Linked DNA regions of Mus musculus: region 1 is linked to region 2. Evidence: chromatin contacts called from public HiChIP or PLAC-seq data. All regions are on one chromosome and are shown on one strand. Each heading gives the region's core, a stretch centred on a gene start, on an enhancer-like site or on the middle of the called end of the contact. The rest is flanking DNA. Distances are from core to core; before and after follow the strand shown. Region 1 overlaps Rapgef3 (Rap guanine nucleotide exchange factor (GEF) 3). Region 2 has its middle 38 kb from the start of Rpap3.

Region 1 (5,750 bases), core at 2,769-5,268, 77 kb after region 2:
TAAGAAGTAGCAAAGATGTCAAGCTCTTTGCAGGGGACAAGAACGCTTTGCTTATCAACTGGGTCACTTTTAAGTTAGCCGATCAGATGTGAGGGTGAGCTCTGGCCTCTTAGAAGCAGGTACAGTTTATCTATCCCCATGTGGGGATAAAAACTGCCACTCAGTGCCCTTGCATGCTCGATCAGGAGCCATGCTCCCTTTTGTATACTGTCTTTCACTCACTGTCCTGAGGGTCACGGTGGCCAGCCGCCATCCACACAGCCACCAGAACCCACAGCTCCCAGCACTTGGAGTTCAAGCTTTCTCCCTGCTTCCAAAGGTGCTGGTGGGGGTTCAAAGCTCCTCCCTCAGTGTTCCATCCACCCCTCCTACCCTATCCATGTTCTGGGATGTCCCCTCCGGCCTGGAAGAGAAAATGTTCCTGAGCAGCTAAGTCAGTGTGGCTTCACAGCATAGTCCATTTATCACCAGCAGGAGGGACACAACTCCCTGCCTGGGCTGTAAGCCCTTCGTCCTGAGGTGCCCCAGTTAGGCTATGGGAGGACTACAGCTCTCCGATCTGATAGAGGAATCCCCCTAATCAACGGGGATAAGTAGACAGGCCCAGGTGAACAAGCCCGGGGCTCTAGCAGACACATAAGGTGACCAATTTTTGTGTCTATGGACACGTGGAAGGGATGGATTATGAAGTGCAACATCAGAGTTGGCTCCAGCCACTGGCAACCATACCCGCCTGAAACTCAGGCAGTTCACACCTGTGGTGTAGCAGAAGCGCCCTCAACAAGAGGCGAGGCTCTGCAAGCTGAGGCCCGAGGAGTCCTGTGAGCATGCGTTTCAGTGTGAGAGCAGTTCTGGGCCTCGGGTCTTCTGGCAAGAGGTGAGATTGGCAGCCAGAGGCTTTTACTAACTACTCTCTGAATGCAACGCGACCTCTCAGACCGTCCTCTTCTGATGGGCTTGAGGGAATCGATCCAGGAAGGTCAGGGCAGCTGATCTCATCCACAGAACCCTCCCTTCATGTTTGGAAATCAGATGCTATGCTAGAAGAAAGGACTCCACGCCTGGACTATTGCTGCTGGAGAAGAAAGTGACATCCAATGAGGTGGCACTGGGCCTGCCAGGGACATGGCTGACACTTACGCAGTCACTTCACCAGGCCACCCTGTCATTAAGCCGTTAGGTGACCTTAGGCAAATCTCTGTAGCTCGGTTCCTCTGACTGTGAAACAAGGTAAAAATAGCCTGAGCTCCTATTCTGTCATCAGATAAAAATATGGCGGTAGAGGGGAAAGCCCGCTGAACAGAGAGCAGAGGCACCATTCAATTCTCAGATGATTATTATCCTGACAAATCTCATGAATAGCAGCCACGTCAGAATGTCTCATTTTTGCCACCTGGGAAGCAGAGTGGTCTCTGTTTCAGGGCTGTTGGGGACAGAGAGCTAAGAAGCCTGTGAAAGCAGCCTGCTCCCTCCCAGCTGAGCTGGGTCACACTTTTGTGCTAATCCTCCTATGGTGGGCAGAATGGCTTAGAGGACAGGAGAGGGCTGGCTCCAACCTATCTACCCCTCACCAGGCATTGTGCGCTGCTAGAGGAAAACCTCCCCTAGCGAAGTCCTAGCCCAGCTCAGCCTGTGGCTATAACCCTTACAGGGACCATAAGGGAAAGGGGAGGGTCACAGACCGGTGCAATGAAACTTCCTTCCGTTCTGCTTCTCCTCACTAGACACACATGCAGACACACAGACACACACAGACACAAACACACAAACACAGAGACATACACACACATACACAAAGACATACACACACACACACACACACACATACACAAAACACACAGATGCACAGACACACATACACACAGAGACATACACAGACACAGACCTACACACACACACACACACACACATACACAAAACACACAGATGCACAGACACACATACACACACACAGAGACATACACAGACACAGACCTACACATACATACAGACACACACATATATCCATAACACACACACACAGAGGCACACAAGCATGCACAGACACACATATACACACAAACGCAGAGACACACGCACAGTCACACACACACTTGGGCCTGGATACATGGTTGCTCAGCTCTTGTCCACACACACTCACACGCCTATGCTCTACCTCTTTAGGTGACAGGTTTTTCAAAGGCTAGCTCTAGGGCTTTCTCCCTTGTCTCAGCAGACCTGTGATCTTGGTCTCCACCACCACCCACCCATACGCACCCTGGGCTTCTAGGGAGCAGGAGCAGGTTCCCCACCCTCTGCCTGAACACCAGGAGCCTGCTGCCACGAGGACTCTGTACTCTGAGCCTCCTGTCTTCCAGCGGTGACCTGGCTCGGACATCCACTCCCCAAGTCTGTGCTCCCTGCCTGTCCAGAGAGTTCTTCTGTCTTTCCCATCAGGCTCAAAGAGGTCCAGCCTGGGGTAGAATGGCTAGGAAGCTGCAGCTTGTCTAAGCTGGAAGACCCACAAGGAGCCCAGACTTCTGATCAGAAGGTAGGTGTGTCCAGCGAGGAGAGGACAACGTCTGTCTCATCGCTGGGCTGGTTTCACCCGAGTCCATGATGGGAGCAGAGCTGAGACTGACAGGCATGGTCTCCACTGCCACACTGACAATGGCTGGGAGGACAAGAATGCTCCAGGGACTCTTTCCTGACTCACGGATGCTTAGGCCTGATTTCATGATTGCTCAGCTTTGGTCTCTTCCATCAGATCTTCCCTCCCTGCCCACGGGCGAGGGAACTGGTTTGGTCATCCCTGGCAGTCAATCCATCCCGAGAGCTGTGTCAGACTCTACTCTGGGAGATGCAGCTTGTCCTCCGGGGCCACACACACAGGACTGGGACAGTCACTCTGGGAAAGGCAACACCTGCTGTCTTGTTTGTCACTTAACGACCAGATATCATACCCATATTACAGATGGACAAACGAAGGCCAAGAAAGACCATTGGTACACCTGGGTTCATTAGACCTGAGGTGTAAAGTCCTTGCCAACAGCTTGGATCTCTCCTGGGAGCCCGCTGACATGACGTCAGAGTGAAGTGTCTGGCAGTGTGGAGGCCAGGGGGGGAGGAGTGTGTCAAGTCTGAGCCTTGCCACTGCACCCGTAGGACAAGAACAGGGCTGCCCCAGCTGCCTCCGGCCCGCTGCTGTGAGCAGACCTCCTCAGACACCTGAGAGTCCTGCTGCCTGGAGTTTACACAGGGTCATCCTAGAGGCTGGGAGCTTTCAGATCAGATGCGTCTAGAGCTGCCAGGCTCCCAGCACGGAGAGTAGAGAGGGCAGCAGTCCTCTGTGGAGGTTCTAGGCCTGGATCTGTGTCCAGGCAGGGACTGAAGAGGCCGGGAAAAGAGGGCCTTAACCTCCACAGCCCATGTGGGATGGGGGGGGGGGGCGTTGGGGGGGCAGGACACTCATCGCCAAGGTGAAGAAATTGGTTAGGCCTCCCAGTCTTCTGTCTAGTCTCTTCTCTCACCCCCTTGAGGCCCCTGCTCAGCATCTGACACCTAACAGGATCAGGAGCTATCTGCTGGGAGGGGAAAATAGAGGATGTTAGCTGCAGCTGGACTCTCATAGTGTCTCTCTCCGTCTCTGTGTATGTGTGTGTGTGTATATATATATATATATATATATATATATATATATATATATATATATATATGGTTTTTTTTTTCTTTTGTTTTTTCAGAGAGCTGAGGGTCCCCCAAGTGCCTGGGACAACACTGGAGCCCATCTGAGCAACCGCTAGCCTCCCTGGAGCCCAGCCCGAGATAGATGGTGGGTGTCTGCTTTTCTGTACCCAGGGAGCAACCTCCTCCACCAGCTTTCCCAGCCACACACCCAGGCGGTAGAACACACACGTATCTTTGTTAATTTATGGAAACAATACAACTCCTCTGAGACCACCGCTCTAGGCAACAGCCCTGCCTACACCCAGCTGTTTATCTCAGATGTGTGGAGAGAAAAGCAGAACTCTCCACCCTCTCCCAGGCAAGGCCCCACCCAGGGCTCTCTCACACACACACACACACACACACACACACACACAAACTGTGCAGATGTGAGCTCACTGGCCCCAGTGAAAACAAGCACGAGGCCTGGCGACCACTGGATGGTACAGCTGCACGTACAGTCGTACAGACTTGCAAACATGCAGATGTACAGACGTGCAGATGCGCAGAAGGCCCGGTGGGAGGGCTCTCTACTGATCCAGAGTCCTGTACCTCCCAGCTCTCCTACCCACGGCATGGCCTCAATGTCCCCCCTTTCCTTGGCCGTGAACAAAGATCTCCATAGCTGACAGTCATCACAGGGACAACTGCCCCGACACTGCCCACTCCAGGGCCTTGAGTCCGCTCTGTGGAGAGCCCTGCCCAGCTGTGGCTGGCCTCTGGACCTCTTGGTTGCACAGGCTCTGGCTTCCTCGGAGAGAGTGCCTGCTCCAGCCAGTCCTTCCTCATGGTTCCAGCTCCCGGGAGAGGCGGGACAGTTCCCGCTGGTTGTCAATGACCTTCAGCTGCTGGACATAAGCCCAGGTGCTGGCTGGACTCCGGGTGCTCAGGGACTGCTCAGAACCTGGAGGAAGGGAGAGCCATCAGAGAAAGAGAGAGAGAGGTGCCATGGTCAGGTCACCACGCCTACCTCTCTCTCCGGGGAGCAGCCTCAGCTCTCTCCCCTCCCCTACCTCACATCCTCTCAATCCAAGTCCCCAGACTACTGTCTCTCCCACCACAGAGTCAGGAGGGCAGTGGATGCAAAGTCTGAAGAAAGAAGGTCCCTCCGCCCACCAAGATCTATCTCAGCATAGTACCCCTTCTCTGGGTCAAAAGGAACTAAAACAGACTGGATATGGTGGTGCGCGTTTATAATCCGGGAGCTTCCGAAGCTGAGGCAGGAGGATGGAGAGTTCCAAGCCCTGTTTCAAGAAACAAGAAATGGCCAGGCATGGTGGTGCGTGCCTTGACTCCAGCACCCAAGAGGTGGAGGCATGGGGATCTTTAGGAGTTTGGAGCTAGCCTGGGCTACATAATGAGTTCCAGGCCAGCAAAGCCAAAAAGTAAAGCAAACAAAAGCTGGAGGGATAGCTCAGGGCATGAACTGCTTGTCCTAATAACTTGTCTGTAATTCCCATGCTGAAACAGTCAGATCGCTGGGGCCAGTCTGACAGCCCAGGACACTTGTTAAGTTCCTGGCCAGTGAGAGCTTGTCTCACAAAGAAGAGAGAGCGGCTGCCCAAGGATGACCCCCCCCCCCCAAGGCTGAGGCTGTTCTCTGCCCACCGGCCCTGGTGTGTCCTCATATGCAAATGGCTGGCATCCAACCTCACACATACGCACAGGTGTATACACACATCAATAAAAATAAAACTTGAAAAAAAAGTTCCTTGTGATACGCGTGACGCATGCAGGTGTGAGATAAGGCTATTTTTTTTTTTTTAATGAAAACACAGGAAATAGCTCAGGCTTGGAATCTCAGCCTGGGCCACGAGGCAAGACCGTCTCAAATAAAAATCAACCAGTCAAAAAACAAAATGTAAAATAAAAAATAGGAGTAACTCAAAATTCATCGTAGTGGCTGCTGCGGAGAGCGAGCCAGTGGACAGCGGAGAACCAAGTCGCCATCTGTGTTCTCCGCCTTGGACTGAGCCACGGGTTCAGAGTATTATCAGCATGAATATATCAAGCCCAGGCCAGGTACCATCGGCTATGACTACTCC
Region 2 (5,976 bases), core at 1,067-3,566:
ATTTTGGTGCCCAACCATCGAGTACCATGTTGTGTTCATTAGATCCCTTTTATGAATGTATATGACCCCATTACTATAACTCACTTTTTCTAACGTTTTAATGTAGGGTAATGTCAATGGACAGTCGTGTGATGAAGTTCACAATGTACCACCTATGTACTTAAGAGTTTATGGGGTAAACCAACCAGCTTGAAACGTCACGATGGGCTTAAATGAAAAGCACAGCGCCACCTCCTGGCCAGAAGCTAACAGTGCAGCTGTTTAAAGGGCGCAGTTCTGGATTTACTCAAATCATCACCAGATCTATGAAGTGTAATTTAATTAACGAAATTAAGACTCTTTGGTTTCATAATAGCACATGTAAAGGAGAGTGTAATTAAATCCCAGTGTCTATCACTATAGTATGAAAACCTTAGTCCTGAGTTTGGGTCGTTGTCAATTAGTTTCATTGACCTGTAACAAATTCTCTGATTAACAGTTAGTGTGCTGAAAAGTTAATTCGTGATAGCTTTCTCCTGGTGCCTCGACGTGCAGTGACAAATCACGCTCTGAGAGACGATGTGGAATACATGGGTTCCACGCATGTATTGTACAGGTGGAGCTGACTTGGCCATGTCCGCTTTGAGCCTTGGGACTGAGGTGTTAGGGTTATTATCCGGGGTTTTGAGGTTGAAACGTGATAGAGTGTGTACGTAAGGGCAAAATAAAATTTCCCGTACGCACTGCCTCGAAAAAGAAAAAAGAAACAAAACAAAACCCGAAACTCGGTTGGCGCACGTCAGACCCACTTCCTGCCTTCTTTCTCTTTCAGGGCTTTGTCTTTTCAAGATTCTCCCATTGTTAAGGACGTGGAATTTCCTCGGCCTCAGCCTCCCAAGTGCTGGGATTAAAGGCTTGTGCCATCACTGCCCTCCAGCATATTAACAGCCCGACAGTCACCAGAGACATTTAGCCACTGTCCAACCGCACCACCTTCAGCGCCGTTAAAAAGGAGCCTTTTCACCGGCTCCTTCCCACCTGTATTTTCAGGATATTTCTTCCTTTTCAAAGTCCACTATGATGTTTATTTTAAACCGGGGGTTGGGGTGGAGGTATGTACTGAAATATATTGGGGGTTTGCTTCTTCAAAACACCCTCCAAGTCTCTGGAAAGACCTGATACACATCTACTTTGGGGTGGGCAGACAGCGTGCCAGCCTAGCCACGACTGGACACTGGTCGTGAGCCTCGAGCTGTGCGCCTGTCTGGGCAAGGCACCAGGAACTCAGCTTCTCTGTCTGACCTGCCTATGGCCCAAGGGCAGGGTGAGTCCCACAGCCCTCTCTGTGTGCTGGCTTTTTAGCTGTACCGCCATCATGGCTGGCACGGATGTTAGCTGTACCACCATCGTGATGGATGTACACGGATGCAGCCTCTGTGAGATGCCTCTTGTGTAAATGAGAGAACGAGCTGTTTCTGTCACAGCCCCCAATGTCCACCCCCACCCCACCCTACCCGGGACTCACTTTGTCCTTTTTCTGAATAACACATTCAAAAGTCATATCCTAATTTTTACTATTTATATCTGATACTAATCTTGTTTGTCAACTTGACTGTACCTAGAATCAGCCAAAACCCAGGCTACCGGCATTCTTGTGAGGAATTTTCTTCTTTTTTTTTTTTTAATATTTATTTATTTATTTATTTATTTATTTATTTATTTATTTATATGTAAGTACACTGTAGCTGCCTTCAGACACTCCAGAAGAGGGAGTCAGATCTCATTACAGATGGTTGTGAGCCACCATGTGGTTGCTGGGACTTGAACTCAGGATCTTAGGAAGAGCAGTCAGCGCTCTTAACTGCTGAGCCATCTCTCCAGCCCATGAGGAATTTTCTTAATCAGATTATTTGAAGCAGAAAGGCCCACCCTGAATCTGAGCTACAATTCTGGTGGCAGCCTGCATAAAGGACACAGAAGAAGGAAACTTTGCTCTCCTGGGCAAGCTCATCTATCTTGTTGCTGCTGGCATTCAATCCAACTTCTTTAGGTTCTCAACACAGACTGAAAGCCAGCAGCTCTTCAGATCCTCCAGGACTCCAATATACATATATGTATATACATGCATGTGCGTGCACATGCACACGCACACACGCGCACATGTGTGTGTGTGTGTGTATTCATTCTGACTAATGCAACACACTAAAGACTTACAAATTCAGCAGTCCATCTTACTAAGAAATTAAATTCACTTTCATGGTTGCTAACAAATGTGGACAAAATGTGCTGCTATTTTCTGAATGGCCAGCAGGTGGCAGTAATGCCAACAGAACGCCAACAGCCAGCCTGGGAAACTCTAGCTGTTGTGTCTTTGTGTTCTCAAGGTCAGCTTTTGTCACCGAGTGAAACAGAAGAAAGAACATAGACGTCTAAATCGTGGTAGCCTCTGCATGACCCCCAGGACAACCTGTTCTCCTCTTATTTTCTGAGTTTAAACATTATATGCAAAGCTCCGGGTCCAGTGACTAACACACGGTTGGAGCAATAACACGTTATGATTAAGTCCATTTGAAGTGGTGTGACCCACAAAAGAGAGCTCTACCGAGAAACAGAAATGCAAATCGTGTTCTTTCTCACTCAGTGTTCAAAACACGTTTGAGAGGAGTGGCTCTCTGAACATGATCTTATACAAGAGAATTGAACTAATACTCCTTAACAATGAGAAAAGGTCTTTAATGTTCAGGCAAGGGCTTTGTGCACGTTCAAAGGCTCTCCGTCTGGAGACCCCATTCCACGGCATTTGGATTCCTTCATTGTTCTCTTGTTTCGTGAATATCTAACTAAGCACTGCCCTGTGGAAGCCACTTTCTGCATAACCTCATAACCACACAGAGAGCAGATTCTTCCTAGTCCCCACTCGCCTTTGCTCAGGTTTGCTTTAAAAATAATAAACAATTAAGCGGCTTAGAAGCAAGCATTCTGTTCTGGGGGCTGAAAAGAAAAGATCGTGATACTGTAGACGCGGTGCTTGGGGAAGGTCCATCTGGTCACTGATACTACCATGGGCCCCGTGATTGGTGAAGGTCCCTCTGGTCATAGATGCTGTGACCCCGTGCCTGGTGAAGGTCCTATTGGTCACTAATGCTCCAATCTGGTGCCTGGTGAGGGTCCTGTTGTGTCTGGCCAGTAGATCACAACCTGGGTTCTAGCCTGGAAAGGCATTTTGGAAACCTGGAAGAGAAGAGGGGCTAGGCGGCGAGAGAAAGAAATGCAGCTTAGACAGGCATTCTGATCAAAGCTCAATTTTACTGTTCTGCACGCAGTTATGAAGCAGGGGAAGGGGGCCCAATTCCCGCCAAATAATCTCGGGGTCCAGTAGCAAAGCGGCAGGTTCCAGCGGTGGGCGTGGCAGAAAGATTGAGCAGGAAGCTCCACCCCCGAGCAAGCAGGTTTCAGGCTGGGGGAGGGGAGACTACAGGGTCCCTCTCCTCTGGTCCCAGATGCTGTGACCCCATGCCTGATGCAGGTCCCTCTGACTGCAGGCAACCATCTTGCTGCATTCCCGCAGTGTAGAGGGAGAGGGTAAGCTCAAGAGAGGAAGAGGAAGCCCTCTCCTCTCCTCTCCTCTCCTCCCCTCCCCTCCCCTCCCCCTGCCCTCCCCTCCCCTCCCCTCCCCTCCCCTCCCCTCTCCCCTCCTCTCCCCTCCTCTCCTCTCCCCTCCTCTCCTCTCCCCTCCTCTCCTCTCCTCTCCTCTCCCCTCCTCCCCTCCACTCTCCTCTCTCCTCTCCCCTCCCCTCCTCTCCCCTCTCCTCTCCTCTCCCCTCCCCTCCCCTCCTCCCCTCTCCCCTCCTCTCCTCTCCTCTCCTCTCCTCTTCCCTCCTCTCCCCTCCTCCCCTCTCCTCTCCTCTCCTCTCCTCTCCTCTCCTCTCTCCTCTCCTCTCCTCTCCCCTCCTCTCCCCTCCCCTCTTCTCCCCTCTCCTCCTCTCCCCTCCCCTCCCCTCCCCTCCCCTCCCCTCTCCTCTCCTCTCCTCTCCTCTTCTCCTGTCCTAAGAGCACTAGTCTCATCAATCTAGCCTTGTGACAGATCATCCATCTCCCAGAGGCTCCATCTCCAAATGCTACACACTGAGGCTCTGGGGTTTTAATGTACAGATCTGAGGTGGATATAAGCATTCAATCCATGCACTTAAAGCCTCTACATTTAAAGACCAGGCCTGATTTTGAAAAAAAAAAAAAAAGGCCGTAAGGCACCAGCTCCAGGAACAAACTGTAAGTCCCAGAAATTAGGTGATAAGACCATCAGCTCCAGAGACGGACCCTAAAATCCAGAACAGGATCATAAAACCCCCTCCCAAAGGAGACTTCTACAGTCCTTCCAAAAGCAGGTCTGCCGCAGCAAAACCCCACTATGCTGGTATTAGCTTGTCTTAGTTAGGGCTTCTAAAGGGAGCAGGGGAGGAAAGAGTTTATTCCGCTCACACGTTCTCATAGTTGGCCATCATCAAGGGAAGCCAGGACACAAGCTCACACAGGGCAGGAACCTGGAGGCAGGGACTGATGCAGAGGCCATGGAGGGTGCTGCTTACTGGCTTGCTCCTCATGGCTTGCTCAGCCTGCTTTCTGATAGAACCCAGGACCCCTCAGCCCAGGGGTTTCCCCAGCTACAGTGGACTGGGCCCTCTCCCATTGATCACCAATTGAGAAAATGCCCTACAGCTGGATCCCATGGAGCCATTTTCTCAGCTGAGGCTCCCTCCTCTCTGATGACTCTGGGCTGTGTCGAGCTGACATAAAAGCAGCCAGCACACCCTACAACCTGAATGCGGCCTCGCTCACCAAAATGTGTGAGAACTTCTCCATGCCCAGGAACCTGGACCAGCCACACTGTGGCTCTGAGCAAGTCCCGAGGGGGAGGGGCAGGATGGAAAATAAAGAGATAACAAAGGGAAAGAGTCAAAAGCTGGGGTCAGGAGGGCTGAGGGGCTGAAGACCCAGGCCAGCAAGTTTATTAACGGTACAGTTCTTTTATTCCTCAAACAGAGGGTGAAGAATGTCAGATGGTAGAATTATAGGGTGCTCAAAATATCCCAAATTCCACTTTGGCAAGGTACATTATGGGATGGCAAACAAAGCATTTCACACCTCAGTGTCTGCAACATTCAGTCACATACACACACGTGAGGAAAATGCCAAGTGCCAGTTCCTGGATTACTGTCCTTGCCCGCCCCAGGCCCTAGCATCCATCCATAGTGTGCCTTGCATGGCACAACCCTGGATTGGCTGATGGCAGGATGCCCACGTCCTATCATCAGGGCCTCTGGACAGTCTTCAATCCAGCCTAGCCCACGACAGTTCCCCAGGATCCTAGTTACTTTCCTAATAAAAAAAGACTTTGACAGAAGAAACATCTGAGAAAGAAGACAATGGGTCTTTCTCCATGTCCGCAGTCCAGGAGCCCAGGCTGGGAATGGTGCAACCGACAGTGGGTGGAGCTTCCTGGCTCAAATAATGCAACCAAGATAATCTCCCTGGGGCATGCTCAGAGGCTGGCCCATCTCCCAGATGACTCTAGATTTCATGTTGGAAGTTGAAATGAACCATCACTAGCCTCCCGCAGTCTTCAAAGACCACGGTATCTGATGATACACTATGAGGACCTGACCAGGAAGACAAAGGTCTATTTCCTAATTTTTATTTTATGTGTGTGTGTGTGTGTGTGTGTGTGTGTGTGTGTGTGGTGTGCGTGTGTGTTGCACTGTGGAGGTTCAGAGGCACTCCTGTGGGAGTCAGTTCTCTTCTTCCACTCCATGGGTTCTGGGTATCGAACTCAGGTCATCAGACTTGGCTGCAAGTACCTTTACCCACAGAGCCATCTCGCCAACCCTTGTATCCTAGGCATTACCCTGAACAGACAGACATACAGCCCACTGGATGCGGAACACCAAGTACTGAGCTCTTCTCACCAGTCAGTGGCTGAAAGGTTTTTGCTCTGCTTGG

What was found. HiChIP or PLAC-seq counts read pairs in DNA pulled down with a chosen protein or histone mark.
Region 1: an H3K27ac HiChIP or PLAC-seq map of double positive thymocytes shows a contact between it and region 2, with 5 read pairs. The contact joins two enhancer-like sites. A contact is called at or near these places in 3 of 115 datasets of contacts at active chromatin or transcription factors (CD8 T cells, the SCID.adh cell line and double positive thymocytes) and 3 of 9 other capture datasets (adipose tissue, liver and pancreatic islet).

What each region holds. Positions count from the first base shown.
Region 1 is chr15:97,741,058-97,746,807 of GRCm38.p6, forward strand. It overlaps Rapgef3 (Rap guanine nucleotide exchange factor (GEF) 3), which reads right to left. Exons shown (of 28, transcript NM_001177810.1): 28 at 3,713-4,609. The coding sequence ends at 4,491. It overlaps Gm33531 (predicted gene, 33531), which reads left to right. Exons shown (of 4, transcript NR_168677.1): 1 at 1-119; 2 at 2,437-2,530; 3 at 3,723-3,811; 4 at 4,769-5,412. Among named protein-coding and RNA genes, the nearest start is that of Gm33531, 2.9 kb to the left of the region's middle. Within about 2 kb of position 4,019, at least 77 of the 459 cell types and tissues checked have an H3K27ac peak or open chromatin away from gene starts, as enhancers often do. A contact at or near this core is called in double positive thymocytes, where this site is marked.
Region 2 is chr15:97,665,280-97,671,255 of GRCm38.p6, forward strand. No RefSeq gene overlaps it. Among named protein-coding and RNA genes, the nearest start is that of Rpap3, 38 kb to the right of the region's middle. Within about 2 kb of position 2,317, at least 56 of the 459 cell types and tissues checked have an H3K27ac peak or open chromatin away from gene starts, as enhancers often do. A contact at or near this core is called in double positive thymocytes, where this site is marked.